Regions from separate parts of the Mus musculus genome. Here regions 1, 2, 3 and 5 are each linked to region 4. The links are chromatin contacts, called in public Hi-C and promoter capture Hi-C maps. All regions are on one chromosome and are shown on one strand. Each heading gives the region's core, a stretch centred on a gene start, on an enhancer-like site or on the middle of the called end of the contact. The rest is flanking DNA. Distances are from core to core; before and after follow the strand shown. Region 1 holds the start of Psme3ip1 (proteasome activator subunit 3 interacting protein 1). Region 2 holds the start of Herpud1 (homocysteine-inducible, endoplasmic reticulum stress-inducible, ubiquitin-like domain member 1). Region 3 holds the start of Ogfod1 (2-oxoglutarate and iron-dependent oxygenase domain containing 1). Region 4 holds the start of Cnot1 (CCR4-NOT transcription complex, subunit 1). Region 5 holds the start of Nup93 (nucleoporin 93).

Evidence for each region. Promoter capture Hi-C pulls out the DNA fragments that hold promoters and counts their contacts. Hi-C and Micro-C count contacts between places; a contact is called where the count stands out from the background.
Region 1: a contact with region 4 is called in a promoter capture Hi-C map of pre-B cells, with 2.8 times the contacts expected there. The contact joins the promoter of Psme3ip1 here to the promoter of Cnot1 in region 4.
Region 2: a contact with region 4 is called in a promoter capture Hi-C map of pre-B cells, with 4 times the contacts expected there. The contact joins the promoter of Herpud1 here to the promoter of Cnot1 in region 4. A contact is called at or near these places in 2 of 39 promoter capture datasets (erythroid cells and pre-B cells).
Region 3: a promoter capture Hi-C map of pre-B cells shows a contact between it and region 4, with 6 times the contacts expected there. The contact joins the promoter of Ogfod1 here to the promoter of Cnot1 in region 4. A contact is called at or near these places in 6 of 39 promoter capture datasets (the C10 cell line, embryonic stem cells, erythroid cells and 3 more), 1 of 484 Hi-C or Micro-C datasets (uterus), 2 of 115 datasets of contacts at active chromatin or transcription factors (double positive thymocytes and thymic regulatory T cells) and 2 of 9 other capture datasets (liver and macrophages).
Region 5: a Hi-C map of B cells shows a contact between it and region 4, with 6 read pairs. The contact joins the promoter of Nup93 here to the promoter of Cnot1 in region 4. A contact is called at or near these places in 1 of 39 promoter capture datasets (pre-B cells) and 1 of 484 Hi-C or Micro-C datasets (B cells).

Annotation. Positions count from the first base shown.
Region 1 is chr8:94,600,415-94,605,983 of GRCm38.p6, reverse strand. It overlaps Psme3ip1 (proteasome activator subunit 3 interacting protein 1), which reads left to right and starts at 4,258. Exons shown (of 8, transcript NM_028221.4): 1 at 4,258-4,487. Rspry1 (ring finger and SPRY domain containing 1) reads right to left here and starts at 4,043. Exons shown (of 15, transcript NM_026274.4): 1 at 3,554-4,043. It overlaps LOC115486880, which reads left to right and starts at 3,093. Exons shown (of 2, transcript XM_030243886.1): 1 at 3,093-3,171; 2 at 3,339-4,368. The coding sequence starts at 3,093. The coding sequence ends at 4,048.
Region 2 is chr8:94,384,506-94,389,589 of GRCm38.p6, reverse strand. Herpud1 (homocysteine-inducible, endoplasmic reticulum stress-inducible, ubiquitin-like domain member 1) reads right to left here and starts at 3,161. Exons shown (of 8, transcript NM_022331.2): 1 at 2,852-3,161; 2 at 157-234; 3 at 1-69. The coding sequence starts at 2,998.
Region 3 is chr8:94,035,304-94,040,813 of GRCm38.p6, reverse strand. Ogfod1 (2-oxoglutarate and iron-dependent oxygenase domain containing 1) reads right to left here and starts at 3,616. Exons shown (of 13, transcript NM_177767.4): 1 at 3,372-3,616; 2 at 1,704-1,849. The coding sequence starts at 3,525. Nudt21 (nudix (nucleoside diphosphate linked moiety X)-type motif 21) reads left to right here and starts at 3,775. Exons shown (of 7, transcript NM_026623.3): 1 at 3,775-4,037. The coding sequence starts at 3,922.
Region 4 is chr8:95,804,536-95,809,978 of GRCm38.p6, reverse strand. It overlaps Cnot1 (CCR4-NOT transcription complex, subunit 1), which reads left to right and starts at 2,534. Exons shown (of 49, transcript NM_001372353.1): 1 at 2,534-2,646. It overlaps 4930513N10Rik (RIKEN cDNA 4930513N10 gene), which reads right to left and starts at 3,149. Exons shown (of 4, transcript NR_015574.3): 1 at 799-3,149.
Region 5 is chr8:94,210,274-94,216,015 of GRCm38.p6, reverse strand. Nup93 (nucleoporin 93) reads right to left here and starts at 1,452. Exons shown (of 22, transcript NM_001357266.1): 1 at 1,385-1,452.

The sequences.
Region 1 (5,569 bases), core at 3,009-5,508, 1.2 Mb after region 4:
AGAGGAGAAAATTTTAGTTCTTTTATCCTACTAAAAGTTATAAAAGTTTCCTAAGGGCTGTGGCCCAGGTTTTGGCATTCATTACTCCCTCTCTGTTCTGCTTTCAATTTTTAAATTTAAATACCAGGAAAAAAAATCCATCCAATGGCAGATGCCTTAAAAATGCCAAAGGCTTGAAGAAGGAGGAGGAAGAAGAGGAAGAGAAGAAAAAGAAGAAGGAGGAGGAGGAGGACGAGGAGGACGAGGAGGATGAGGAGGAGGCTGAAATTGATTACTGGTTCAGTTGGTCATTTGTGATGCCTGTTGACTTCCCCTTTACACTTAGGACCCAAAACAAATTTTACATTTTACAAGGATATGACCATAAAGTAGAGAAAATTTTCCATTAGTGTTTTGTAATGGAGATCCTCATCTTCAAGAATTCCTAATAGGGCTGGAGAGATGGCTCAGTGGTAAAGAGCACCCAAGCTCTGTTCCTAGCACTAATAAGCTCACAAGCCCTAAAACTCCAGCTCCAGAGGATCACCGCCTCTAGCTTCTGGAGGCACCTGCGCACATGTGCCATAGTCCCCTTCCTACACACACATAATTAAAATATTAAAAATAAAATCCTTTGCTTTTGTTTTTTCAAGACAGGGTTTCTCTCTGTAGCCCTGGTCTCACTGGAACTCACTCTGTAGACTAGGCTGTCCAAGAACTCACAAAGATCTACCTGTCTCTGCTTCCCAAGTACTGGGATTAAAGGCATGGGCCACCACCAATACCCTAAATAAAATTCTTTTAAAATTTGTTTTGCAGAAAAGATTTTATAGAATTCCTTTTTTTTTTTTTTTTTTTGGTTTTTCGAGACAGGGTTTCTCTGTATAACCCTGGATGTCCTGGAACTCACTTTGTAGACCAGGCTGGCCTCGAACTCAGAAATCCGCCTGCCTCTGCCTCCCCAGTGCTGGGATTAAAGGCGTGCGCCACCACACCCGGCTAGAATTCCTAATAATTTTTTTTTTATGGTTTTTCGAGATAGGGTTTCTCTGGATAGCCCTGGCTGTCCTGGAACTCACTTTGTAGACCAGGCTGGCCTCGAACTCAGAAATCCGCCTGCCTCTGCCTCCCAAGTGCTGGGATTAAAGGCGTGCGCCACCACACCCGGCTCCTAATAATTTTTTAAGCTACACAGATTTTAGAGTATTAAAAAAAAGCTGTATTCTAAAACCTTCAAGGTGATTCTCAATCATAAAATCCACTTCACAGGACATAGTGGAACACACCTTTAATTCCAGCGCTCTGGAGACAGAGGCAGGTGATCTGAGTTCCAGGCCAGTCAGGGTTATATAAGGAGACCTTGTCTCTAAACACAAGAAATAAAAAACAAACCTGGGTATAGTATACACCTACAGCCCGACCTAAATGGAAGTTGAGACAAGAGGACTGCAGGTTTCAGGTGTGCTTAGGAATATATAGTAAAATACTATACTATATAGTAAATACTATCTCAAAGGAAGAGAGAGATTATTTCATTATTTGGTTAAATATCCTTGAATACTAGTTTCAACATGTGAGTTTAAACAGATTGTTGTAAATTCACTTCAGAAACAGTTTCTGTTACTAAACTTGCTAACCATACTTTGGAACTGAGAACGTTGTTTCTCCCCTATTCAGTACAGAAAAACAACACACTATTATATACAATGCTAAGCATTTATAAGTATCAAGTTCCCCTTAATATTTACTAAAAGAAGTTATTTTGCTGACAAAGCATAAAAAGTCTACATAGACCATGATGGAATACTTTCTATAATCAATAGCTTAAAAATACTGTATCTAGAAAAAATAAAGGGCTTATACAAACAGCAAAACGCAGAACTTGCAAAGATATTAAACAGAAGCCCTGGGCACCATGCATCCTGGGAAATCAAGAAGCTCACAAAACCACCACAGAAAGTAAAACAAAAGACCAACAAACAATCAGGAAACATAAGATTAAAATACAGGAAATTCAGGTCAACTTAAAAACAAACAAACAAATAAGCCTACTTGCCTACTTTAAAAAGACAATAACAAAAACCCTAGTTCAAAACAACAACAACAAAAACCCACAAGGAAATCCCTAAAATTTTGGGACATCAGCTCTAACAATGCAACTCTAACAAGTGCCACTAACCTAAAGTTATTGAAGTGTCACATACTGACAGAGGTAACTATTTTAATACTGTAGTCTTGTAATGACAGGGGTCTACACAGCAAGTTATCGTCTCAAGAAATGCAGACTCTACATAAAATGAAAACTGAAAAGTGCCTTGTAAGCTATTACTCTGGAGGTACCACAAGGCAGAATTCATGGAAAGAAAAACAAAACAAAACTACAGGCTCATTTACAAATTACAAGTGGTGAGGGATGCTGCCTAGTCTTCACTACCTGTAGCCATTCAAAGGCCAAAGAACAGATACAAGAAAAAGTGAGCCTACAATATTTAGAACAAACTACTTAAAAGAAAAACTACTCAAAGGAAATGCTAATTCCTCCCAGCACTATTAGAAGTGGAAAGTAAATTAAAACTCTCTAAACAAAAGCTGGAAACCTCTTCATGTCTAGGAAGCAGGCAGGGTTTAGACTAACATTTCACTCAGTGATACATGGTTCTCAGAGCTCTATAGGTAATCAAGACCAGTATTTATGCTAGTCTCTTACATCAACAATTTTCCAGATTAGAAAACACATTGTTCCTCAACAACAATACATTACACTACCTTACTTCCACACACACAGCGTTGATTATTTTACAGAAGAAACTCTAAGATGTCAAGTCACTTCAACTAAGGAAGGACAAGCAGATGGGTTAAGTGAGGAGCCTGGGAGACTGCACGACTCTACTCAGACGGTAACAGACACTGCCAACTTTAAAAAAGTTCAAAGTACATCACTCCAGGGGACGAAACCTTACTCGGACATCTGCGCAAGACAGAATCTCAAGAGTTTCAGCCCAGTAGCTCTAACTAGGTCTCCCTCTGTAAGAACAGGGAAAGTGAGGCAGACAGCGGGCCCGGCAGGAAGTAATGCCAAATTTGGAGGCTCGCTTGGGGGTGCTGCTGGTGGGATGACTCCCCTGTCCCACTCTGGCGCGAAGGCCAGAGGCAGCAGAATCCTTACTCTGGGACACCTAGTCAGACTCCAGAGTGAGGGAAGAACCCCGACTATCCCCGTTTCCGCTTACCATCCCGATCTAGGGCTTTCCAACGGAAAGGACTGCCCTCCCCAAGGGTTTTTTACTTAATATTTAGCTCAGGCCTGGAGAGTAGGAGAATCCGCTAGGTCTGGCTCCCGCCTCCAGCCTCTCTCTAAGGCGAAGAACTCTCCCCAGCCTCGCTTCACGTCGAACTCTCCACCCCAAGGCAACACCAGACCATCCCAGGGGAAGTCGGCTTCCCACTGCAACGCAAAACTCCCCAGAAGGAATCCCTGCCCACGACGTGCGCCCCTCGGCCCCTTCGGTTCCGAGGAGCCCGAACGAGGGTCTCTCCGCGTCCGGAGCCTCCCCAGGAGGTACCTGCTTCTCACCTTAGCCAGTCTCCTCGGGAGGGTGACCCCAGGACCTCCTTCAGTCAAGATCCCCTAAAGGGGAACACCCTCTTCCAGGAACCGCTTTCAGGCGCCTCCAGCGCGGGCCTCGGAGGAGAGTGTGCCGGCTGCTTCCCAGGCTCTGACCAACGCCACCCTCTCCAAGACCCCTGCCCGGAGACGGCCACGGCCCCAGTCCAGTCTCTCCGACCCAGGCTTCAGCGGCTGTCCCCTTCCTTCACAGGCGTCGCTAGCCCTCAAGCTCCCTCCCCGGCCACGTCCCCAAGGGGCTTCCCAGAGCAGCGCGGTCGGGCTGTGGCACTGACTTGCACTAGCTCCTGGGCCCACCGGAGGGAGGGGACAGCGACAGCGGCGCGACTCCTTTGTGACAGGTCCAAGAGAGCGGTAAAGATGGACGCGGGGACACGGCACTGCCATTACGCGCAGGGGCCCACCCCCGCTTCACACCGCCCGGGCCCTCCCTCAGTCCCCTAGGAAACGCCCCTTCCTCAGTGGCAAGCCCTCTCTCTCAGACAGCCAATCATCAGTCAAGATTTGTGTCACGTGATCTCGCGGGTCGGCCCGCCAGCCTGGAATGAACCAGCTAATCCCCTTGCCGAAGGGCGAACGACCCAATCAGATCGCTCCATACGGTCTTGGAGCACCGGATTTCCACGAGGCGCTCGGGGAGGGAGAGAGCTGTTGATTGGACTATGCCGCCGGAAGCGGGGTGGAAATGTGTTGTGGCTGTAAGGAACAGGAAGCCCCGAAGGGTCAAAAGGAATACAATAGCGAAGTGTGTTTTCTTCCTTTAAGCCGTCGTTCTTTTCTTGGTTTCTTTTCTAGTTTTTTAAGAGCGAGAGTGGCCTTGGCGGCGACGGTTTACGGTAGGCGCCGCGGAGGTGAGGGCGGCTCGCCTCCCGCGCTCTCGTAGGTGAGTGCGGCCTGGGTCCGCGCCGGGAGGCGAAACCAGGCTTCTCGGCCGTGGAGAGGGTGAACTCCAAGCCAGAGTTAGGATTAGAGCCCAGGTTTGTCTCCAGCCCGCGGTCCTTTCTAGTGCGGTGTCCTGAGTCGCCCGGCTTGGGAGTTTGCGGTGCCCACTCCGGAGCGGAGCCGCGGGAGTCTGCGGGACGGCGTGGCGGTCGTGGTGGGAGGTTCCGACTCTTTCTTACGCGCCCGAGCTGCCGGGCCCCTTGTCTTCTTTCAGCACTTTGCGGTTAGCTGGAGCCATCAGGCCTAAAGTGAGCTGCTGCCTCGGTTCCATTCGGAGCAGCTCCTCGCTCCTTAGAAAACGTGGAATGCCGACTTGAGCATCGTTGAATCCCGAAGTGTGTAGTTGCAGGATGGGTACATAATAAATTTCCCCGTTGCAGCGCCTCGCTCATTCTCTTCTAGTAGGAAACAAGGCTGTGTGCTTATTTTATTAGAACACAACCGGTCGTTGAAATGTCTTCTTTGAGAGTTGGTGCCCTTGGAATGCCAGTCCACGCAGAGGGAAAGGGAGAACTATTGGTCATGGAAATGGCTTCTTGGGGGAACACAAGGTCTGTGGCCCTTGGTTTTAAAATGCAAACCCTGTGCTGCACCCTTGGGTCAGTCTGATTGTTTAAGTCTAGAGTGGACCCCACAAAGTCTAATATGAACCTCTGTAGGATTTGCAGCGACTTGTCAACCTGTGTAGCAAGTTTCGTTGGTTAAGTGAATTGATTTATTGAAGTGTCCCCAGAGACATCATAAAAATGGTTTGGAGGAGCTCCGTGTAGTGGCTTGTACCTGTAATCCTAGGACCACGAGGCTGTGTGTGGGTGTGGGGGACTGTCAGTTGGAGACAGGCCTGGCTTCCTTAGCAAGACTGCCAGAAAACAAAGCAGAGTATAAACTACCAAGCAAAATGGTTTGGCGGGTACTGCTTCTGAGATATTTGAAAGGAATCTGTAGAACTTTCTATGACAGAAGGAGCTGAGTTGAAATAAAGGCAGCTCCTGTGTTTCAGTTGGAGCCTAAGATGAGCTATGA
Region 2 (5,084 bases), core at 1,912-4,411, 1.4 Mb after region 4:
GCTGGTTTCTGGCATTTTGGAGGGATTCTTCACATTGCACACAAGGTGCAAAACATGTCGCTTTTCCTGCTGATGTAACAAGAGACACCTCAGAGCCTGACTTCAAACACAAGCGCCCGACCCCACCCCAAAGCAAGAGCTAAGGGCTACAAATACCTTTGGAAGCAAATCTTGGAGACACTGGTGATCCAACAGCAGCTTCCCAGAATAAATTAACCTCTGGTCCTCTGGACGCTGATTGTAAAAGGAAAGAAAAGCACACATCAGCTTAGATTCGAACAAGTTTTTTTCCCCCCGCCACCACGGGAAGACCTTTTTTTTTTTTTTTTTAAGAAAAATTCTCATATATAAAACGTTTATTTAGGAAGTGCTTGACTTTAATCTCAAATATGCAAATAAATTTGGGAGGCAAATAACCCCCTAGCTCGTAAAAACTATGCCACACACTTTACTTCTTATTCACAGGGAAACTTCTTTCTGCTACTAAAAACACAAATTGTATTTCGTGCTTTGGCAGCAATGAACTCTAAAGCCAGAGAAAACTCAATTTACTTTTGGTCAGTCTTCTTCCATGCCACCCGATATTACCTGCTGCTAGAATCAAGAGTCCAACCCATATATTCTCCTCTATACCAGTGACTTTAAGGACACGGAGTCCATATGCCTTTATATAATTCTCATCTCTAAAATCAATTTTTAAATTTCTCCTAAGCCATATTTTTAAAAGTATGTCCTTAAAAGCAATGGCCTCAAATAATGGCTACCACCCCACAGGTCACCAGCCTGCACAACAGAATAACCCACTAAGCAAAACTTGGAATTAAGATGTTCCTTCCAAACAGCCTGAAATAAAAATTAAATTAAATTTTAAAAAAACCTGGGCTCATATCTAGACTCTCAGCACAAGGGTAACTGAGGCAGAAGTTTGAGGCCATCCCGGGATATGAATGAGCTGCAAGCAAATCTGGCTAGAGAGGCCCTATCTCAAAACGCTGCTCCCCAAAAGACCAGGAAAACTGTATCCACCTAGGCATGGTGGCACATGCCCACAAGCCTGGCACATGGTGAGGTAGAGGCAGAAAGAACAAGAGTTTATGGCCAGCCTCAGACTATTAGGAAGCCTTCATCTTCTTATCAACATCCATTAGGACTTTTGACACTACACCTAAAACACATATTGGATGCTGTGTTCCATGTTGTTTGGACTGCTTTACTGACAAATGCTGTGCACACCAATTTGCAAAATGCTGTTCTAAATGTGAAGCCAACCACCAGCAAATGGTAAAAACCAAACTGACCCTCTGTCCTCACCTGGAAGGCCAATTTGAAAATAAAATGTTAAGCAAATAACTATTATAAACTTTTATCATCACCCAATGATAAGTACTACTACAGAAAAAAAAAAAAAAAAAAAAAACCATGAACATGCCTTCTTCTTTAATTACTGAGAGACTCACACTATGTATAGCCCAGTCTGCAAGACATGCTCCTCCTGCTTTGGCCTCTCCAGTGACATATTACAGAAGCGCACCACTGCGTCCATTCCCGGTATTTTTGTAAGGTACAGATTTGTACACCCAGGAGACCTACTGGTATTTACCAGCTTAGGTCTTCAAATCCAAGGGGCCCAATGTTCCTCACCTGAGGAAAACAGGCCTCAAAACAGCTTTTACAAATGATGCAACCTGACCCGACAGGAGCATCATTTATGCACCTAACTGCCACCTCCCAACAAGAACACCTGGTTTCTTGAAAACAACCACGGAGATCCTACACACTGCCCCGACCAGTTCCAGGGGCTTAGACGCTTACACCCAAAGTGATAAAGTTCCTCGCCAATTCTAAAAGGAAAAGCCTTGTTTACTTTCCCGACAACTCGGAACAAAAACAAACTGAAACCCACGCGCCACTGCCGGTTGGAGCTCTAAGGCCACTGTTCAAAGTCCCCATCTGCAGCCACCCGATTGCCCTCTCCTGTCGGATCCAGAACTGTACTCGTGGACACTTACATAACATCAGAGAACAAAGTAAATACAGGAAGGTCCAGCGCACAGCCTCCGTCACGTGGCAGGGACCGGAGGGGTGGGCGGGGCTAGGGAGCTGTTGACAGATGTGTCAACCAAAGGGGGAGGGGGAGGGGTGGGGAACCCCACGGAACAAGAAAGTCTCCTAACTGACCCACGGTTGTCGTCAAATCAGACTCAGGGCTACTCCAGCTGCTGGCTTCCTTTCTCAGTCATCCTTCGCTAGAAAGTTAAGGGGGCTCCTCCCCGAGACTAAGTGCGGCGCGACAGGGAGGGGCGGTCAACGGAAGGCTGCAGGAGAAGAGCCATGTCTAGCCTATGGGCGTGGGACCTTCAGAAGTTGGTGACTGGGCACGCACCCCACCCTCTAGCCAATGGCCCAATCTGGCACATATACTGTCTGTCCTCGGTACACCCAGAAGTCTCGTTTGGCAACATTTACTTTTCTTATTTCTACCCATCAGATGCAAGCCGAACTGGGAACACCCAGTCAGTCACCTAGTAGTTTGTGGAGGGTCACTGGGACTCGGATGGGGAAATGACTCATTAAGGTCAAATTACTGTTTCCCTGGGAGGATGAGGAGAGGGTACAGGGACGTGGGGCAGATGTGTGACAGCCTTGGGAGTTAGGTGTAATGGGAGGTGAAGAGATGAGGGGCTAGAAGAGGGCAAGCGCGGACTGGTGGAGGCCCAGAAGAGATGACAAGCGCTAGGGCGAGCAGAGGGGCACAGGAGACGGTTGGGCAGGAAGGAGACTCGCGCCCTGTGGTGTGTGACAGGTGAGTTCAGGCAACCCTGCAGGCGTGGCACCCCGGGGTCCCACTCACCGGGCGCTCGGGGTAGACTCGGCTCAGGTGGGCCTTGAGGCGACTCACACTCCAACTGCGGTCGCCACTCAGCTCCAAGTCGCGGTGGCGCTGATTGGGACTCTTCACCAGCAGCGTGACCGGCTCGGGCTGTGGCTCGGGCTCCATGTCTGCGTCGCTGGCGGCTCGACTGCGCTCAGGGATGCCGAACGGGCGGCGACGCAGCCGTCTGAGACCACACAACGACACTTGGCGTCTTTGGGACACGCGCCCCCGTCTCGGGTACCTTTTATGGGCGCCCCGTGCCAGGGCTCCGCAGATAGCGCTCTCTGTGGCTGCCATCCATTGGCTGAGACAGAGGTCAGTGTCCAACGTGGCCCAATCAGCGCCCGGAGAAAGGCGGCGGAGAGGCGGGCTAAGCGCGGGGGTGCGGGCTGATGCAACCCGCCGTGGTTGCGTCATCCTGAGTCCCGACAGCGGCGCGGGAGCGGGTCTTCGGCGGCCATGTCAGGGTGCCCTCTGGGGCGCTGGTCCTGTTCAGGCTCCTTAGCGCGGGATGCGTGCGGTGCCTGAGCCTGGCGGCCTGCCTGACTCCCAAGATCAGCAGGCTCTGCAAATTGTGCCCTCACAAAGCGGCCCTCCGCCCTTTCTGACCCCAGGCGCCTGGGCATACGTCTGTCCGCTTGCATTTTCCCTGGTGGCTGCGCAGCCTGGCATCCAGGGAAGCCTTACGAACTAACCAGGCCTTAGAAGCGAAGAGAAACCAGGCCTGTGTTGCTCTGAGCTGAGAGGATGAAGGATTCGGGCACTTTCCAATGTGCCTGCAGCAAATTTAACGATGCATCAAGTGTGGAACATACCCCTTATAGTAATGGCACTAAGTGCCTCTTGATTGACAAACCCTCTAGGAGACACTGGAAAGGGTCATCATTTATGAACTAACAACATCTGCTGCTTTTAAATTGGGGTTGCGACAAGCACAGCAGTGGTCTCAGATACCTGAAATCTGACCAGAGGCAGTGCTCCAGTGTTTCCTCTGAGTTTGAAAAACAAAACTGGCATTGCTCCGGCCCATCTTTGTCCCAATCCTGTTGGGATACCTGGGTTTTCAGCCATGTCCAGAGCTTACAGAGGTCAGAGAGGTGATAGGAGAGTCCTGTTCGGGAGATGGTTATGTGAGTTTGTCACACAACCATAAGAAAGTGTCGTAAACTGGAGGCTCGAGCAACAGAAGTTTATTTTGAAGCTGTAGAGGCTGGAAGTCTGCGACCAGGGGTTAGGGCAGCATTGCTTTCTTTGGGGGCAGAATCTGTACCACTCTCCTAAGTTCTGCAGGTTTGCTAACTGTCCTTGGGACTTCTTAGCTTTGGGGAGTATTTTTCCAATCTCGAGCTTTCCGATCACATGGCATTCTCCGGGTGTGCACCTGTGTGCGTGCACATACACGGGTGTGAGTGTATCTGCATCATCTTTATGCGTATCTCTGTCCAGTCTCTCCCCTGCCCCCTTTATAAGGGTATCATTCGCATTGTCGTGGCTAAAGACCTCATCTTAACGATTATCTTTCACAAAGATATTTCTAAATGCCATCACATTCTGGGGCTGAGACGTCAGCGTCTCTCTGGAGGACACCCTGCACCTCACCGCAGCGGCATTTGCCAGTGGTCCACCAGGGACACGCCGCAGAACCTCAGCTGCTTTCCTTCCCAGGTTTTATGTTGAAGACCACTGAGGCCAGTGTGGTGTTACAACATAAAGGCCTGCATCAGGAGGCAGAAGCAGGCAGATCTTCAGAAACTAAAGGGCAGCTAGGAGGGCTCTGTCCCTTTGCATGAAGACTGGCCCCCCAGGGCATGTGATCTCTGCCACAGTGATCTTCACATTTGACTTAATACCCTGTTGTTTCTCTCTTAAAATTATTTTTGAAGATTTATGCTATTTGCGCGTGTGTATGTATCCCTGTGCCTGTATGTAGGCACAATGGTGCAGAGACCAGAAAAGAGTTTCCGACCGAGGTTCTCCTCCACATTTCCTTTGAGGCAGGGTCTCTCCCTGAACCTGGGGCTACTGCTTTCTCAGCGAGCCTGGAAGTGGCAAGCACCAGCAATCCTCCTGTCTCTCCACCACTCAGAGCTGGAATCACAGACGTTTGCAAGGGATGCCCAGTTTGTCCTGTGGGCGCTGGGATCTAAACTCTAGTCCTCAGGATTTTGAAAACGTGAGCCAACCCCCTGAGCCACCTCTCCCACTCCAC
Region 3 (5,510 bases), core at 2,367-4,866, 1.8 Mb after region 4:
GAACAGCATCAAATAAAAACCATCCTGAGGTTGAGAAGAGAGCTCAGTCATTACAATGCTTGCCTGACCACACAAGGATGTAGGTTCAATCCTCGGAACCCACAGAGAAGAAGCTGGCTGGCATGTGCTTACAATCTCAGTGCTAAGCTCGTTGGTCAGCCTGCCTGGCCTACTTGATGATGAGCTTCAGGCTAATGAGAAACTGATTCAAAGTAAACGTGGATAGTGCCTGAGAAAAGGCACACATGTACATCCACATTGCTGAACACACACACACACACACACACACACACACACACACCCCTCAACTTAGTAATTACACATTGCTTAGGGTTGAAAAGTTGATATAATTATAACAGCAGATAACCGTGGTTTTTCATTAATCTAATAAACTTGGATAAAAGTATGATTTTCATTAGAATCTCTGAGTGTCTCATCATGTGAGTATTTAGGTTGGGTTATTCAATCATATGTACAAGGTCTACAAACTAGAGTGGGGTAGGGTCTGAGCGGATGATCAGCTAAAGCGTAAGAGAGTAAGATGTTAATCACTCTCTTATTCCAGATAAAATCAAGGGGGAATGCAAAGAAAGCAGAGATAATTCTTCATCTGCTTCCTCATTTTATTTTAATTTTATTTTACATGTATGGGTATATATTCATGTATATCCAGTCCCTGGGATTGGAGTTATAGATGGGTGGGGGCAACCATTTAGGTGCTGTGACTGGAATGCAGGTCCCCTGAAAGAGCAGCCAGGATGCTTACCTGCTCAGCCATCTCTGCAGCCCCTTTCTGAATTTTTCAACCCTGACAAGCCTAGAGAGTTTATGAGAGAGCGATGATCCACATGTTAAAGATGGCTTCATACTGGGGAAACCAACGACTTGTACTTCTGTGCTAGACAGGGCTGCCTTCTAAGAGTAGGAAAAAATAACTTAGATTTCAAGATAATCCCTTTTGTTAACTTCTACTGTCCACCAAAAAAGAATGGGAAATTGGAGGTGAAGCAACAGCAGAGTATGTGCTTAGTGCACTCACAGTGTTCGGGTCAAAACAGCTCTGCTACTGCCCAAAGGAAAACAGTTTTCTCTTCCTCCTAGATATATTGCAGTACAGAATATTGTAACTACAGTATGTCAAGTCACAAAAGCCAAGACATGAACTCAAGAGTTTGAACGGCTATTATACTGAAATAGAAGACTCTCCACCATGCCACCGCGCAGGGATATGTCATCCCGTTGTTTATGGTCCACTCACTTACAGGCTTAAAGCATTTCTTCTTCATCTCTGTCACTATCATCTTTATTACTGTAGATGGTAGAGAGCAGAACTTTGTCAAAAATCTCCCTGATAACCGTCACAGCAATTAATACACAGTCAACACTCAGTAAGGTCATGTTAAAGGAATGTTTGACAATGCCAAGGTGAAGAATGAAAACAAACCTAATCTAGAGCCTTGAGTCTTAATAAATAGATAAATTGCATGGATGCATGTGTATCTGCCTGAGGGTGTGCGCACTGGGTGATTTTAGGGATTCATGAATTCCCCTGAAGTCGATGTGGGAACTTGACTGGAGCTTCTGGAAGAGCGATAAGTGCTCTTAACCACTAAGCTATCTCTGTAGCCATGATTAGTGGATGATTTTATAGCTAAGGGATTTCTGGGGAGGAAGAGCCAATGAATGCAATGAGAATAAATTACCTGTTGGAACTTATATAAATCATTGTACTTTTCATGGAAGTCCAGGCTCAAAAGCTCTTTGTGAAGTCCTTCCAAGAAGTCTTGGCTTTGGATGAAGTTTGGGATCACACAGTGAAGGAAAGGATCCATGTCCAAGGCAATAGCTTCTGTTGGAAGGAAAATAGCACCCTGGTCTTTCCTCTCTTCTGTATGTCTGACCACCAAGCAGCATAATAGAATACAAGAAGAGACCATCATGAAGTTCTGGTAGTCCAATCGTTAAAGACTAAAATTCATGAAGAACTGTGCTCATTCAAAACTACTGTTCTCAGATACTATGCTTCCCTGTTAGGCTTTAATGAGTGGAAGGGACGACGCCAATGGAAGCTCTTAGTTTTTATTTTAAGTTATTTAGTTTACTGACTCTTGCATCAAATGCATTCTAGATTCTTTTTCTTTTAAGACTTATTCATTTATTTGCTTTATGTACATGAGTGTACCGTCACTCTCTACAGACAGACCAGAAGAGGGCATCGGATCCCATTACAGATGTTGTGAGCCATGAGGTTACTGGGAATTGAACTCAGGACCTCTGTAAGAACAGTCAGTGCTCTTAAACACTGAACCATCTCTCCAGCCCCACATTTTAGATTCTTAACTCATTCTCTCCAGAGCGAAGTAAAACAAATAATAAGAGTAGCAAAACTGGCTGGCTATTTCTCTTTAATACCACCCTTTCTTTCCCTAAATTTCTGGGTTTAAAAACAAAACAAAACAAAACAAAACAAAAAAAAAAAAAACAGGTGGTTTTTAACCTCTAACTGATTTCACTTCCACTAGATTATGAATAACAACCAATCTTGACCCAGTGGTGCCTTATAAGCATTATTTCATTTATATTCTCTACAACTGAGGAATCGATGATATAGTCACTACGCCTTTGCAACAGACAAAGAAACTGAGAAGTCTCTGGGCAGCCGGAGCCTGCATTTTATGTAATCATCTTCTGCCTGCGTCCTGAGCGCCCAGGGGTTCCCCTGTTTAAACACTCAAATGAAACAGACAATCGGCAAGTCTGAGAAAATTCAAGACGCACCCAGCCAGAGTCACATTGTATAAGGTAATAACTTGTAGCTATGTCTGGAATGATCGTTCCTTTCAAGATTATGTTGGTTTTGTGCGTCACTTAGGCCAACGACAAGGTACGTGAAAACTGGTAAATCCAGGTGCTTGCTTCTCTGGCAGCTTTCAACACCAGCGTGGGTTAGACAGTCCACGTAACAGCGGAGAGTGACCCTCGCTTGCTAGCTATTTACCGGTTCTCAAGGAAACGTTTATGAATGTCTACAAACATTAGTTTGTCAATCCCATCTTTCGGAGGGGGAATACTATTAACGATTCCGTTTTATAAACGAAGAAACTGGCCCTTAAGCAAAGTTATATGCATTGCCCAATGACGTACAATCAGCAGAGGGATTCTGAGTGACCTCTGATTCTAGAATTCAACCCCCAGGCTACATGTCTCCCACTTCCCCATAGTGTCCGGAGCTTATATTTATTTTCCTCCCCAGGCTTGCCAAATCAAGCAGAATATGGAATGAACCGAGCAGCAGTCAGCGCCCGGGTCGGAGGTGGCTGCGATCCTCCCCACACCTCTTGCTGCCGCGCCTCCCTACAGCACCCCATTACCATGGCTGAACGGTGTCCGGCAGCTCCAGGCCTCAGCCACCTGCTTCCTCAGGATTTCTTCAGTGACAGCGTCCGAAAACTCTGCCGATACCTGCTTCTTTCCCTTCTTCATTGGCCGCGCTGGGCCAGGATCCGCCGGCCGCTTCCCGTTCATCTTCTCACGGTGCACAGACCCACGCCAAGGAAGTCAGGACGCTACTTCCCTCCAGAAACTACAGTTCCCGAAAACCCTCTTTCCTTATTTCACCAGCATTACCCAATGGAAAGGCAGTAAAGCACAGGGAGGCGGGATCTCCACAAAAATAACCAATGGGAGATCAACATATTGCGTCACGCCGCCAGCAATTGGTCAAATGGTCGCAGTGGCCTGCCTCCCAACTTCCTGCCTCCGGAGCGTATTCACTTCCGGCGTGTGTTCCGCGCCTCTTGCTCTCGACTGTTAATGGCGGGTGGTGGCTGCTGAGCGGGACGCAGATAACCGCTGCCCGCCCCGCGGACGTCTCCCCGGGCCCCCGCTTTCTGCACGTCCCCGGCGTCGGAGCTGTTCAGCATGTCTGTGGTGCCGCCCAATCGCTCGCAGACGGGCTGGCCCCGGGGGGTCAACCAGTTCGGCAACAAGTACATCCAGCAGACCAAGCCCCTCACCCTGGAGCGCACCATTAATCTGTAAGTGCGGCGCGGCCTCGGCCGTTGATGCTCTCCCAGTGCGCGCTCCTCCCTCACGCCGGATGCGGGTTGTCCCTTCCGGGATGCGCGCTTTCTTTCCTAGACCTGTTTCTCGACCCCGACTTGGCAGTTTTCCTATTTTAAAAGCGAGGTTCGTTTCCCCCTTTCCCTTCATTCAGCCATGGTTAGAACCTGCGTTTGCTTTGAATTCATAATGTGTGTATCCTTTCAATCCGTTGCTGGTTGTTTCATCGCACATGTATTTGTGTTTATTTGAACAATTCTCAGTTTTGTAGGGTGTACATTTCTTTTACAGTAACTTTTCCAGATTAACCTCTGACATCCTAGTTTTTTTTTTTCCCCCTTTAAATGTTGGGTAGTGTTCCATCCAGTGGCCACATTTTATTAATTTTCGCGCTGTTTGGTCTACCTTTTTGCATTTGTATGTCTTGTCTACCAAAGTGCCAACATACAGTATCATTGCAGACTCCCAGTAGACCTAAAATTGCGAGGACACACTCTGTTGTCTGGTTGTACTTTCAGAGGTCGGAGGTACCTTACATGTTGTCCCGACAGCCTGTTTGCAGGCTGTTTTGTTTTCAACAAACCTTTGTCTTAAGCAGATGATTGCATTTCGGGATCACTCAAACAAAATTTTGTTGTGGCAAGAAATTGAGATTGGGATATAGCTTATAATGTTTGGTACCTCATTCCCTAGTGTGGAGCTGATTCTAATGGGAAAAAAGTGTCCAGTTTAGACTGGTTATTTGTTTAAAATGTGCAAGACATTGCTGAGAGTGGGGTTTGTGTAAGTCATTTTAGTGACTCACCTTTCATATTCAAATAAATAAACAAATCTCTCATATTCAAGTAAATAAACCATTCCTCCTAAAACTAAATGTGACATGAAGTTGAAAACTTGTTGAGCTCTTGAGAACTGTTCTCAAGAACAACTACTACTATTGTTTTTGACAAAACAAGTAATGGCACGCAAACTTCGGTAATGAAATGCAAGGTTTATAAAATGTGGAAATAGTTGACAGTCGTGTCTGTGCAAATTTACTTTTGTCCCACAATTCACAGTAGCACTTTAATTTTCTGTCACTTAAGTGCTTATAAGATTCCCATAAAATGGGAGAGGCGAGTGCTCCTTTAAAAAGAGTGGAGGAGCACAGGAGTTGTTTGCTAACTGGTAGTGGGCTTGCCTCGTGTGTGGAATGCCCTGGATTCTATCGCCAGCACCTCAAAAAAGTGAAAAATTGGAAGCATGACTTCACCATAGGTCTTCTCTAAACTCTCCTTGATTACTGTGTCTGTTGACAGCAGCCACTGGGGAGAGTTGTTGAAATCCATGTACTTTGAGCAGGCGGTTTTGCAGGTTGAGCACGTAACTTTTGCTTCCTGTGTAAATGCAGTGTTGAGAAGTAAAATTGTTGTGCTGTGAACTTGAGTTCACCTGAGGGGGTTACCCAT
Region 4 (5,443 bases), core at 1,285-3,784:
TTAAATGTCTTAAATGTGAGTGCTGAGCTCAGGTCATGAGGTATGAGACACTCTGTCTGCCTGCTTTTTTCTTTCTTTTTTTTTTTTTTTGAGACCAATTTGATCTGCCTGCGTACTCACGGATGAGGGGGCATTCACTGGAGCACAGTGAACTTATAAAACTCTCTATATACGCCAGGAGCCATCAACTGTCAGCAGTTAAGAGCACTGACTGCTTTTCTAGGGGTCCTGAGTTCAAGTCCCAGCAACCACATGTTAGCTTACAACCATCTGTAATGGGATTGGGTGCACCTTTTCTGGTGTGTCTGAAGACAGCTACACTTCCATATACATAAAATAAATAAACCTTTTAAATTTTTAAGAAATTTTTTTTTTTTTTTTTTACTTTTAACACCAAGTTCTTCTGTTGTATTTTACTTTAGCCCCGGGATATTTTGTGAAAGTCGGACAGGGAGGGTGGGAAGAAGGCTGAGAATCAGCCAGGTGAGCTCGTCTGCTCGTTAGGACATCCTGTTCTTAAGGATGTTTGAAAGCAAACATTCGTAATTGCTGAGTTAGAAGGTGACCCTTCTAGATCCTTTATGAAGGTCTTCTCAGCCATTTTAGGAAAGACAAGAACCACCCAGCCTAGATACACAGTCAAAGGACTTTGACCTTTAGGGCATTGTGAAAATCCTGGCTCAGTTTTTATGGCTGTCAGATTTTAGTAGTGATGTATAACCTCCGAGGAGAGATGGGCAGTGAGCTTAAGAATCTCCTCTAGGAGGCCCCGTTTATATCAGCTTTATTTCAGCTTACCTTCAGTTTGGGGGCAATTGAAGCTTGAACTAAACTGGTTGTAGAATTACAGAATTGATCTTGGGTAGTTGACTTGTATGTCCCCCTCCCCCTTCTCCAGAACAGTCTCAGTTCATCTTTGTCTCTCTTCTTCTTTAACAACAAAAGAAAACAAAACCCACAAAACGAAACAACCCCCATATTGCTAAATTGCACAAATAAAACATTGATAAAAAAAGTTCAAGATGGGGGCTGGAGAGGAGCTGTTTTTGCAGAGGTGCAGGGGTGGGTTTCCAGCACTCATAGAGCAGCTTACAACTTTACTGCTGAGACTCTCATCTCAGTCCCGGGGCATCCAATGCCTTCCTGGGTACCAGGTCCACACTCTCTAGGTGAACATATATATAGGCAAGCACTCAGACACTTTTTTTTTTTCATCTAGGGGTTGGAAAGATGGCACAGAGATTACAAGAGCTGGCTGCTTTTCCAGAGGACCCACCCAGTGGCTCACAACCGTTCACTTCCAGAGGGACGGGCATCCTCTTCTGACCTCTGAGGACATTGTACATGCATGGTGCATAGATTTACATGCAAGCAAACGCCTGTACACGTAAAATAAGTAATAAAAGTCTTTAACACATCTCTTTAAAGTTCAAATAGTACTGGTATGAGAGGTTACGTCTATTATCATCTCAGTATTTTGGAAGATTGCAAGGAGCTCAAGGTCAATTTATGCTTCTTAGTATGTTTCAGGCCAGCCTGGACTACAGTTGGGTTAACTGAAAGAGACCTTGTTTCAAAACTCAAACAAAAAGTCTAAAAGATAGGAGGACACAGTGGATAACGTAGCCTTTTATCCAAGAAGCAAAAGGCATTGGCATCCTTGAGAATAGCCAAGAGCAGGAGGAGAACTTCTGTTTCTATATCTCTGCAAAGCGTCCCTGCTTCAAAAGACAAATGGAAAACAAACTTTAAAAGAGCCAGGATTAGGTGGGCATCTGGGAGACTACATTCTCCAGCATGCATTGCTGCTCTAGGGCGCAGACAGTGATGGAAGAGACCACGTTACTTTTGCGACAGGAATAGGCGGGGCGTGCGACTACATAACCCAGGATGCAAAGGACCTCAACTTTGCCCCGCGTCTGACGCCTTCTGATGACTGGTGCTCCTTGCTAAAGAGATCCGAGGGGTGGACAATGCTTCCGCTGGGAACCCGCACAGCCTCTCGGACCGTGACATTTCGAAAGACGAAGGAAAGTAGACGAGCATCACCCTGTCTCTAAGTTAGAGTAGTTTGTGCGCAGGGTGGCAATGCATTAACGAGCTCCCTTCCGTATTTTTTTGTTTCCCGGAGGCAATGACCAGCCAGTCCCCATAGGTCGAACACCTCGAAGGCTTATGTCTTCGAGTCCCAAATCGAAGTTCCCAACGTCTAACCATTGGCTTACACCCGGGTGCGCAGGCGCCCAGACTCGGACCCAGTCCCAGGGCTGATGAGCGGCAATTGGCCTGAGCCCCGCAAACTAGGAGTCTGGATTGGTGGTTGCTAGCAGGAGCCTGGTTTCTTCCTCGACTTCTGCGAGTGATTAGTGTGTGATTGGTTTAAATCCGCGGGTACCCATCGGCGATTGGACCGCCGTTGCGGTCAGCGCGCGGCCATTGGCTGGGCGCTAGGGCCATCCCTCCGCCAAAGCGGGCAGCGAATGGTGAAATGGGAACTGGGAGGGGAAAGGCCGCGACGTGAGCGCGCGACCTCGGGCGCCATTTTGTCGAGAAAACAAGCGGAGTTAACCGAAGAGGGGGGTCGAGGAGAGCCGGAGTCGAGGACCCAGGAGTTTCCTGTGTCCAGCGCTGCGGGAGCCGACTGAGGTGAGGCGGGCTGGGGCTGCGGTTGGAGGTGGCGGAGGCTGGGAGTGTCAAGCTCGGGACGCGGGTCCGGGTGGGAGCGGTACCGGGGGTGGGGTGGACTGGGGACCCTGGAAGCCTTTTCCCGGGGCGTCGGGACTCGGGCAGGCGAGCCGGAGACGTGGAGCCAAGGCGGGAGGGGACGGACTCGGCCCGCTCGCGGCGGCTTTGCTCTCTTGGAGAAGGGAGACCGGGGGCTCACGTTCCTGGATTCGGAGCGCCCGGGCGCGGGTGAGCAGCTCCGGAGCGGCTCGGCCTGGAGGCCTTGCCTGGAGGCTTCGAGGATGGCGGCGGCGGAGGTGGCAGTTCGGATCCCAGGGCCTCGGCTCGCCGCGCGCGCAGGGCTGCAGCCTCCTCGGAGCGCACGAGCTCCTCAACTGTCCCTTTCCTCCCGGGCTCCCGGATGGGGGGCTATGGGCGCGGGCGCCCGCGGCCTACCTAGGTTCCTCGCTGGGCGGGCGGGCCAGGGGGCGGGTTTGGAGTTGCTGCCGATTCGTAGCGCTTTCCGGGGACTCCCTCCCCTCCTGCGCCCCCCAGCACGTTGTCAAGCCCCTCGCTTTTGGCTGCTTGGCGGTGGGAGGGGCGGGCGGGCGGGAGTGAGCACTTCCGTGTTACCCTTCTCGCTACAGGTTTTTTGTTCCACTCGCGCGCCCCGGCGCTCGCACTTTCTAACAAGTCGATAGCCCCCCAACTTAAGTCACCTAGGTCCCTGTGCGGTTGGTAGTGTTGGTTCTGCCTGTCCCAACGCCCCCAACCCTCCAACCGGCAACTACCGGCAGATGCCCACCAGTGAGCAGAATGCTTGTGGGTCTTGATTTGGTGCAGATCTTGGAGAGATCTTAGGTTAAGCCTAAGGCTAATAAGCAAACACATTTGGCCATGCCACCAGGTCCGGGAGGGAGCTCACCCACCTGTGCTCACAGACATTACTTGCAGGAGGAGTGCTTTGTAGGTTTTGAAAAGAAGTGCTTTTCAAAGTGTTGTATGGAAAATTAAGCTTCATGAGAGGTAAACGTTCCCCAGAAGTCACCTCGACAAATATTACAGTCCCACCTTCCGTGGACATTTAATCCAGGCAGGCCTTGTATCAGTGAGCTCTAGCCCCAGATGTCGAGTTTCTTTGGGGCCTATATACTTCTTTTTCCTCTCTATTCAAAACCGAGTAACAGTACTTGAGTTTTCCGGTTTTGTTGCAGTTCGGTCCCTTGTGATTACAATGGAGAGGGGGGGGAACCCAACAACAATCAGCCAATAATTGAGTGGGTGTACTGCTTATTAGAGAAAATACCAGCATTTCCCTCCTGACCTCTCTTTGGAAAAGTAGTATACATGTGTGAAAATGGTGGAGGTAGAAATGGGACCTGTTTTCAGTGCTGTGTGAGGACATTACAGATGGTTGTCCCATGGCAGGAAGACCTGATGATAGCAAGCAGGGCCTTGGCCTGAATGGCAGGCAGGATGTTAGTAAAGGTTCTTTTTGCAGGCAGAGGGTCTGACTTGGGAATTTGGTTCTTTTTCACCTGGTCCTGGCTGTTTGTTTAGTGGAAGCAAGTCTAGAATCGAGGCACACACATACACACACACAAATCTGACCTTTAGCCGGGTGTGGTGACACTGGCTGCTTGTAATCCCAGCAGTACAGAATGGGGCATGAAGCTCATTGTGATTTCTTTACAGCCTGGGCTACATGTGAAAGCCTTGTCTCAGCAACAAAAACAGTGGGAAAAAACAAAGGCTGAGTGGGGAGGATCCTAGTCACTAATACCTGAAAGTATTTTTTTAAACCCAAGATTAAAATTTGTTGAATAACACACACACACACACACACACACACACACACACACGAGTGAGTGAGTTTAGCATTCTTGTGCCATAGCTCATGCGAGGAGAGGTCTAAGAATATGAGGAGTCAGTATTTTGACGCTTAGTGAAATGTAAAGGATGGATCTCAGGTCCTCATGCTTGTGTGACAAATGCTCTTACCTTTTGAGCCATCTTGAGGCCCTTAACAATTATAGTCTTAGAAGTTGGCTTTATATTCTTGGTGACTTTATTTTATTATTTGTGTGTGTGTTGTTCATATGTATGAGTACCGTGTGTTGAAGAGTTCAGCAGAGGGAGTTGGGTTCTGTGGAAGTGGGATTATGGTTGGGTTGGCTTGTAGTTAGGGTAGCCTCAAGTTCAGAGTCCTGTCTCAGATCACTAAGTGACAGTAGGGCAGTGTTAGATTGTAGATACTTATAGACTCTTCACCACATAACCCTGTTCTGTCTCTTTAAAGCACATTTATCGTGTGTGAGTGGATTTATGTTGGTATGGTGAGTACATCCCACAGTACTCATCAAGGGTAGAGGACAACTTTGAAGAGTGGGTTCTCTCCTACTGTTTTGGTCCCAAGCATAGACCGCAGGCAGTCAGACTCGGTGGCAGGTGCCTCTACCTACTAGTGCACTGCACTTGTCCCCATTTGATGCTTCTTGAATTAACCAAAATAGTATTTGCCCTTTTGAAATGGCGTGTTTGCTGACACACACACACACTCTGTATGTGTTGTTGGGGCTGAACACAAGACCTTAACATTTGAGGCAAATGCTCTCTACCCCTGAGCTGTGTGTTTTGCTCCTTGTTGGCACTCTCCCCACCCCAAGTACTCATTGTGAAGCACAAGCTAATCTTGGACTTGTCCTGCTGCCCCGCTTCCCAAATGTGGCCATCACTTTTTTTTTTTTAAAGATTTTATTTTATTTATGATATGTAAGTA
Region 5 (5,742 bases), core at 203-2,702, 1.6 Mb after region 4:
CAGGGGTAAGAGAGATGGCTCAGCAGTTAAGAAAATCTACAGCTCTGTAGAGGACGCCAGCCCAGGTCCCAGCACCCACATCAGTGATTTACAGCTGTCTGTAACTCTAGCTCCAAGGAATCAGACACTCTCTTCTGGCCTCCACAGAAATATCCACATACATAAAAGACACACAAGAACACACAAATGAGAGGAAGAGAGGAGGGAGGGAGGGAGGGAGGGAGGGAGGGAGGGAGAAGAACCCAAGTTCACCACAGCTCCAACAGTTCAAGTCTCATGGTTTTAATATTTATGTTTATTGCTTATGTGTGTGATGTCTTCCCAAGAAAGAAGCCTGTCTCATTCACCACAAGCCTATAATATCAGTAACATTCATTTATTTGATATTTATTGAGCACCTACTTTATTGTGTACCAAACTTAAGTACTAGGTAGGCACTCATGTTCTACAGGGGTCGGGGAAGGACAAACAATACATAGGACAAATAAAACCTAAATGCTTAGGGGAAAAAAAAAAAGCAGTGAAGACAAGAAGAGTGAGGAAAGGCTTAGATTCTAATGGCCCTAGTGAAGACTCCAAGAAAGAGAGCAGACAAAACAGACATCCAACCACAAGAACAAAGCCCTTAAGTCAAAGCATGTCCTGCGGTGGTGTTGGGGGTGGGGAGAGAATGTGGGGTGTAACAGACATTGAAAGTATGGGTCACGTTATTTAAAAGCCTTACAGCTCACTACAGGGAGCTTATATTACTATTGTTGTTGTTATTTCTATGATTAGTATTACTGTTATTATTACTAAAGCGCTGACCTTTGCTTGTACTGAAAGTCATCTAGGGGGGTAGGGGTGGGGCAGGGTCTAATGTAGATCAGGCTGGCTTCAACTCGCTTTGAAAGCGACACCATGCCGCCCATGCTGTGATTTTCTTTCAGAAGGGACCCAATATACTTGGGCATCCCTTACAGAAGACAGGATACAGGGTACCCAGAAACAGGTGAGACAACCGAAGCGGCAATCATTAGCATCCTGTCGGATTCTCCGTAAAAGGAGATTAAAGTTGACAGGGGTTCGCTGGCCGCCCCTTCACCCGGAAGAGCCATTCTCTAGAAGAACGGCCCCCACGCCCCAAAGAGGGCAGTCAGGCCGGGTGACGCCTGGCAGCCGTGGGTGGGCGTGGCGACAGAGCACCAGTGGGGAGGACCACGCTCGGAAGAGCCTAGTCACAGCACTCGGCGAGCAGTCGCCGGCCGGCATGCCCAGCTACAGCAAGAGAGGAAGCACGAGCCTCTTCGAACTAGGCTCGGTGTTCTGCTTCAAGGCCAGGCCCCGAACTCGGGCCCAGGGTCGGCTCGGGGCCGCGTGGGCGCCCACACCTCACACACCTTACCTGCCTCCGTCGCCGCCCGCTGCCGGCTTCTTCACTACGCCGCCGCCGCCGCTTCTCGCGCCGCTCGCCCGCGCCTCCTGATTGGCTGAGGCAGTAAGCTCCCAGAAGCCCCTGCGCGTTGCGCCGCCAAATGAACTTTATGGAGACCCGCAAGAGGACACAGGCGTGGGGGCGGGGCGGGGCCGGAGGCGGGGCTGTCGCTACAAGTAAGTCAAGGAGCTCCGCCCTGCTCCCGCCCACGTGGTTGGAGTTGACAGTCCTAGAGGAAGCATTTCCGCAGTTCCCAATGCTGGGCAGACCCAGAGAGCTCGGCCACTCGGTGTAGAGCTTCAGTCAAGTGCCTGGGCCTGTTCTAGGTGCAGGGAACACGGTGACTTCCACAGCAGACAAGATCCCTGACCTCAAGCAGTTCTCAGCTTGGCCAGGGAAACAAAATATAGTGAATAAATGCAGCAGTAATTAGGAGAGCTAAGAACGGAAAAGCAAACTAATTGAAGAAAAATGGTCGGATGGCCAGGAAAGGTGTCATTCCAACTGAAAGGTGAAAGATAAAAACATGTTTTGGAGTTTCTCAAGGGAAAAGGCTGTCTTTTGGCAGCCTGAACAAGCAAGCTAGGCTGGCCACCTGCCCCGTTGGCCAATTACAGAAAAAAGCAGTGGTGATACCCAAAGAAAAGAGATTACTTCAGTGTGGCCGCGTTGGGAACAAAGTGTGTCACTGGGATATACAAGAACCCTTCAGGAGGTTCTTAGTCTAGTGGGTAAAAGAAATTTGAAAACAGGCGCTGAATGAAAACAATTTTGTTGGGAGTTTGAGAGAAAAATAACAGGACAGGCAAGCTGCAGGTCTCAGCAGCTGCTGAGAGGAGAGACCTGGATAGGAGGAGGTTTTGACAAATGTAAAAGAGTGTGGGGCTAACTGTAAGCACTCGTGTGTGAGTGTGTGTGTGTGTGTGTGTGTGTGTGTGTGTGTGTGTGTGTGTGTGTCCTGGTGCTCAAGGAGGCCAAAAGAGGTCATCAGATCTCCGGAGTAAGATTACAGGTGGTTGTGAGGCGGCATGGGTACTAGGAACCAAACCCAAAGTCCTTTGCAAGAGCAGTATGCTGAGCCATTGCTTTAGCTCCCGTAATAGCCTGTAATCGTTAAAGAGGCACTTTTTGGATTGCACAGTCTCGAACATGTCTAATCTTTCAATGAAGGTCACCGTCCTGACCTAATGAGGACCATGTGAACACAGGCCTAGGCAAGGTTGTCACCATTAATAATTCTAGTTTGGTAGATGCCTGTTTGATAAAGTGTTCTAGTCAGCTTTGCCTTATATGCTTATAAAACATAAATACAATTAACATACAAAGATGCCCACAATGATTAGCATTATAGCTGCACAGAACTTCTTTCTGCCTGCATGTGTATGTTTGTGGTATATATTTGTGTATGTGCAGAAGTATGTGGGCAGCTATGTGCACATGTGCTTGGAGGTCAAAGGTTGCTGTTGGGTGGCTTCCTCTAGTCACTCTCTGCCTTATTTTTTGAAACAGGGTCTCTCACTGAACCCAGCGCTTACCAATGGGCATAAATAGCTATCCAGTGAGCTCCAGGGATCTACCTGTCTCTGCCCTCCTCCCCTGAGCACTAGGGTTACAGGAGCCACCCTCCACACTGGGCTTTTGCTTGCTCAGTAGGTACTTTACCAACTGAGACTTCTTGCCAACACAAAAGATTTTATTATTTTTATGACCTTAATTAATGTGCTTGTGAGAGACAGAGAGAGAGAGATCTCTCTCTCTCTCTCTCTCTCTGTGTGTGTGTGTGTGTGTGTGTGTGTGTGTGTGTGTGTGTGTACTCAGGTCCTTAGACTTGCCATCAGTGTCTTTATCTGATGAACCATCTTGCTAGCCCCAGAAATTATGTTTTGTTTTAATGTCATGGGTATAAGTGTTTTTGTGTGCATATGTGTATGTGTTCCGTGTTTGTGCCAGACACCCACAGAGGCCAGAACAAGGCATTGAATCCCCTGAAACTGGAATTACAGACAGTCATAAGCCAGCATGTGGGTGCTGGGAATAGAACCTGGGTCCTCTCCTAGAACAACAAGCACTCTTTGCCACTAAGCCAACTCTCCAATTGCCCCCCACCACTAAGTTCTTTATAAAATAACTCAGCTTCTATTTTTCCAGCAGAATTCAGAACCTCTGGCTCAGTAAGCTCTACAGCGGTGGTGCTCAACCTTCCTAATGCTGAGACCCTTTAATACAGTTCCTCATGTTGTAGTGACCCCCCCAACCATATAATTACTTTGTTGCTACTTCATGACTGTAATTTTGCTGCTAAGTTGTAATATAAATATCTGATATGTAGGACCAACAGTTCAAGACCTGCTGATCTATAGAAATGACAAAAATCAATACTTCAGACCTTTCTTTTGCCTGTGTAGGGAAGGAGAGTAGTGACCGGTGCGCCTCAAATTTACAATAGTAAGACTCATTTAGTCAAAGCAAGCAGATGTTGGCCAGTGTCTTGGTTAGGGTTTTATTTATATGAAGAGCTACTGTAACCATGACAACCCTTATAAAGGAAACCATTTAACTGGGGCTGGCTTATAGTTCAGAGGTTCAGTCCATTGTAGTCATATTGGGAAGGATGGCAGCGTGCAGGAGTTCTACATCTGGATTGGCAGACAGCAGGAAGAAAAAAATGACAACGGACTAGTCTTGAGCTTCTGACACGGCAAAGCCCACCTCAAGTGACACACTTCCTCCAACTCGGCCACACCTGCTTCAACATACCATACCTCCAATAATGCCACTCCCTATGAGTCTATGGGGGCCATTTTTTTTCATTAATTAATTTATTCCCCTTATATCCTGATGGCAGCCTCCCCTCTTTCCCCAGCCCCCACTTTACACAGCCTTTCCTTACATCCCCTTCTCCTCTGAGAAGGGGGAGGCTCCCCTGGGTACCAACCCACCCAGGCACATCAAGTCACTGCAGGATTGGGCACATTCTCTCCCACTGAGTCCAGAAAAGGCAGCCCAGTTACGGGAATAGGATCCACAGGCAGACAACAGAGTCAGAGACAGCCCCCTGCTCCAGTTGTTGGAGGACCCACATGAAAACTAAGCTGCACTTCTAGTACGTTTGTGCCATGGTGCCTAGGTCCAGCCCATGCATGCTCCTTGATTGGTGGTTCAGTCTATGGGAGCCCGTGGGGGGAATTTTTATTCAAACCACCACAACCAGGTTTTAAAAGGACTATGAAAAGGGCCACTTACCATCTGAATGATGCTGATCGCAAATGACAGAAATGTCACACTTTTATTCACTACTTGATATATTGTAAGTCGTGGTGCAGTGCCTGTTGTACAATAGAGGACATTTTGTATTTGCTAAACTTGCATGCCCAAAGGTTTCACTGTGTAAAGTTTTGCATAATATTTAGAGTTCAGATTCGCAGCTTTACATTAGTCTTTAGTCACAGATACAGAGGGCGTTAAGTGTACTAAAATTACCATACATAAAGCTGTTTGGAGTGGCCCATACCTTTAATCCCGGTACTTGGGAGGCAGAGACAGGTGAAGCTCCTGGAGTTCCAGGCCAGCCTGACTTACATGGTGAAACTCTGTATCAGAAAACAAACAACAAAACAAGCAAACAAACAAAACCCTAACATAAACAGTTACTTAAGTGAACTCTTGCTCTGTTTAAGACCCTTTAGGGTTCCATTTCCCAGTTGGGCAGTGGTGGCACATGCCTTTAATCCCAGCACTTGGGAGGCAGAGGCAGGAAGATCTCTGAGTTCGAGGCCAGCCTGGTCTACAAAGTGAGTTCCAGGACAGCCAAGGCTATACAGAAAAACTCTGTCTTGAAAAAAAAAAAAAAAAAAAAAAAAAAAAAGACTCTATTTCCCAGTTCACCAAAAAGCCTTAGAGAATAAGCAGAAACAAATAATTTCTTGATTTAAAAAAAAACAAAAACAAAACAACAACTTTGTTTTTGAAGCTAGCTTTTACAAATGTTTCTAAGAGCAAAATGTCTTTATCATTTAGACATGACCTCACTATAGAGCCCTGGCTGGCTTGGTGCTCCCTATGCAGACCAGACTGGACTAGACCTCATGCAGGAGTCTCACAGAATGTGAAGGAAAAGAATGAAGACACAAACGGAAGATTCCATTAGCATAGAGTTCACACCAGGCAAAGCTAATTGCTAATCTGTGGTGATGGATGTCAGGATGGTGTCTATTTTGGAGTGGAAAGGGGGAGTTGGCTGGGAAGGGAAGGAGGAATCTTCTCAGATCTGAAAATGTTCTGCCTCTTAATCTGGCTGCCGAGCACATGGGGGTATTCACTTTTTAAAA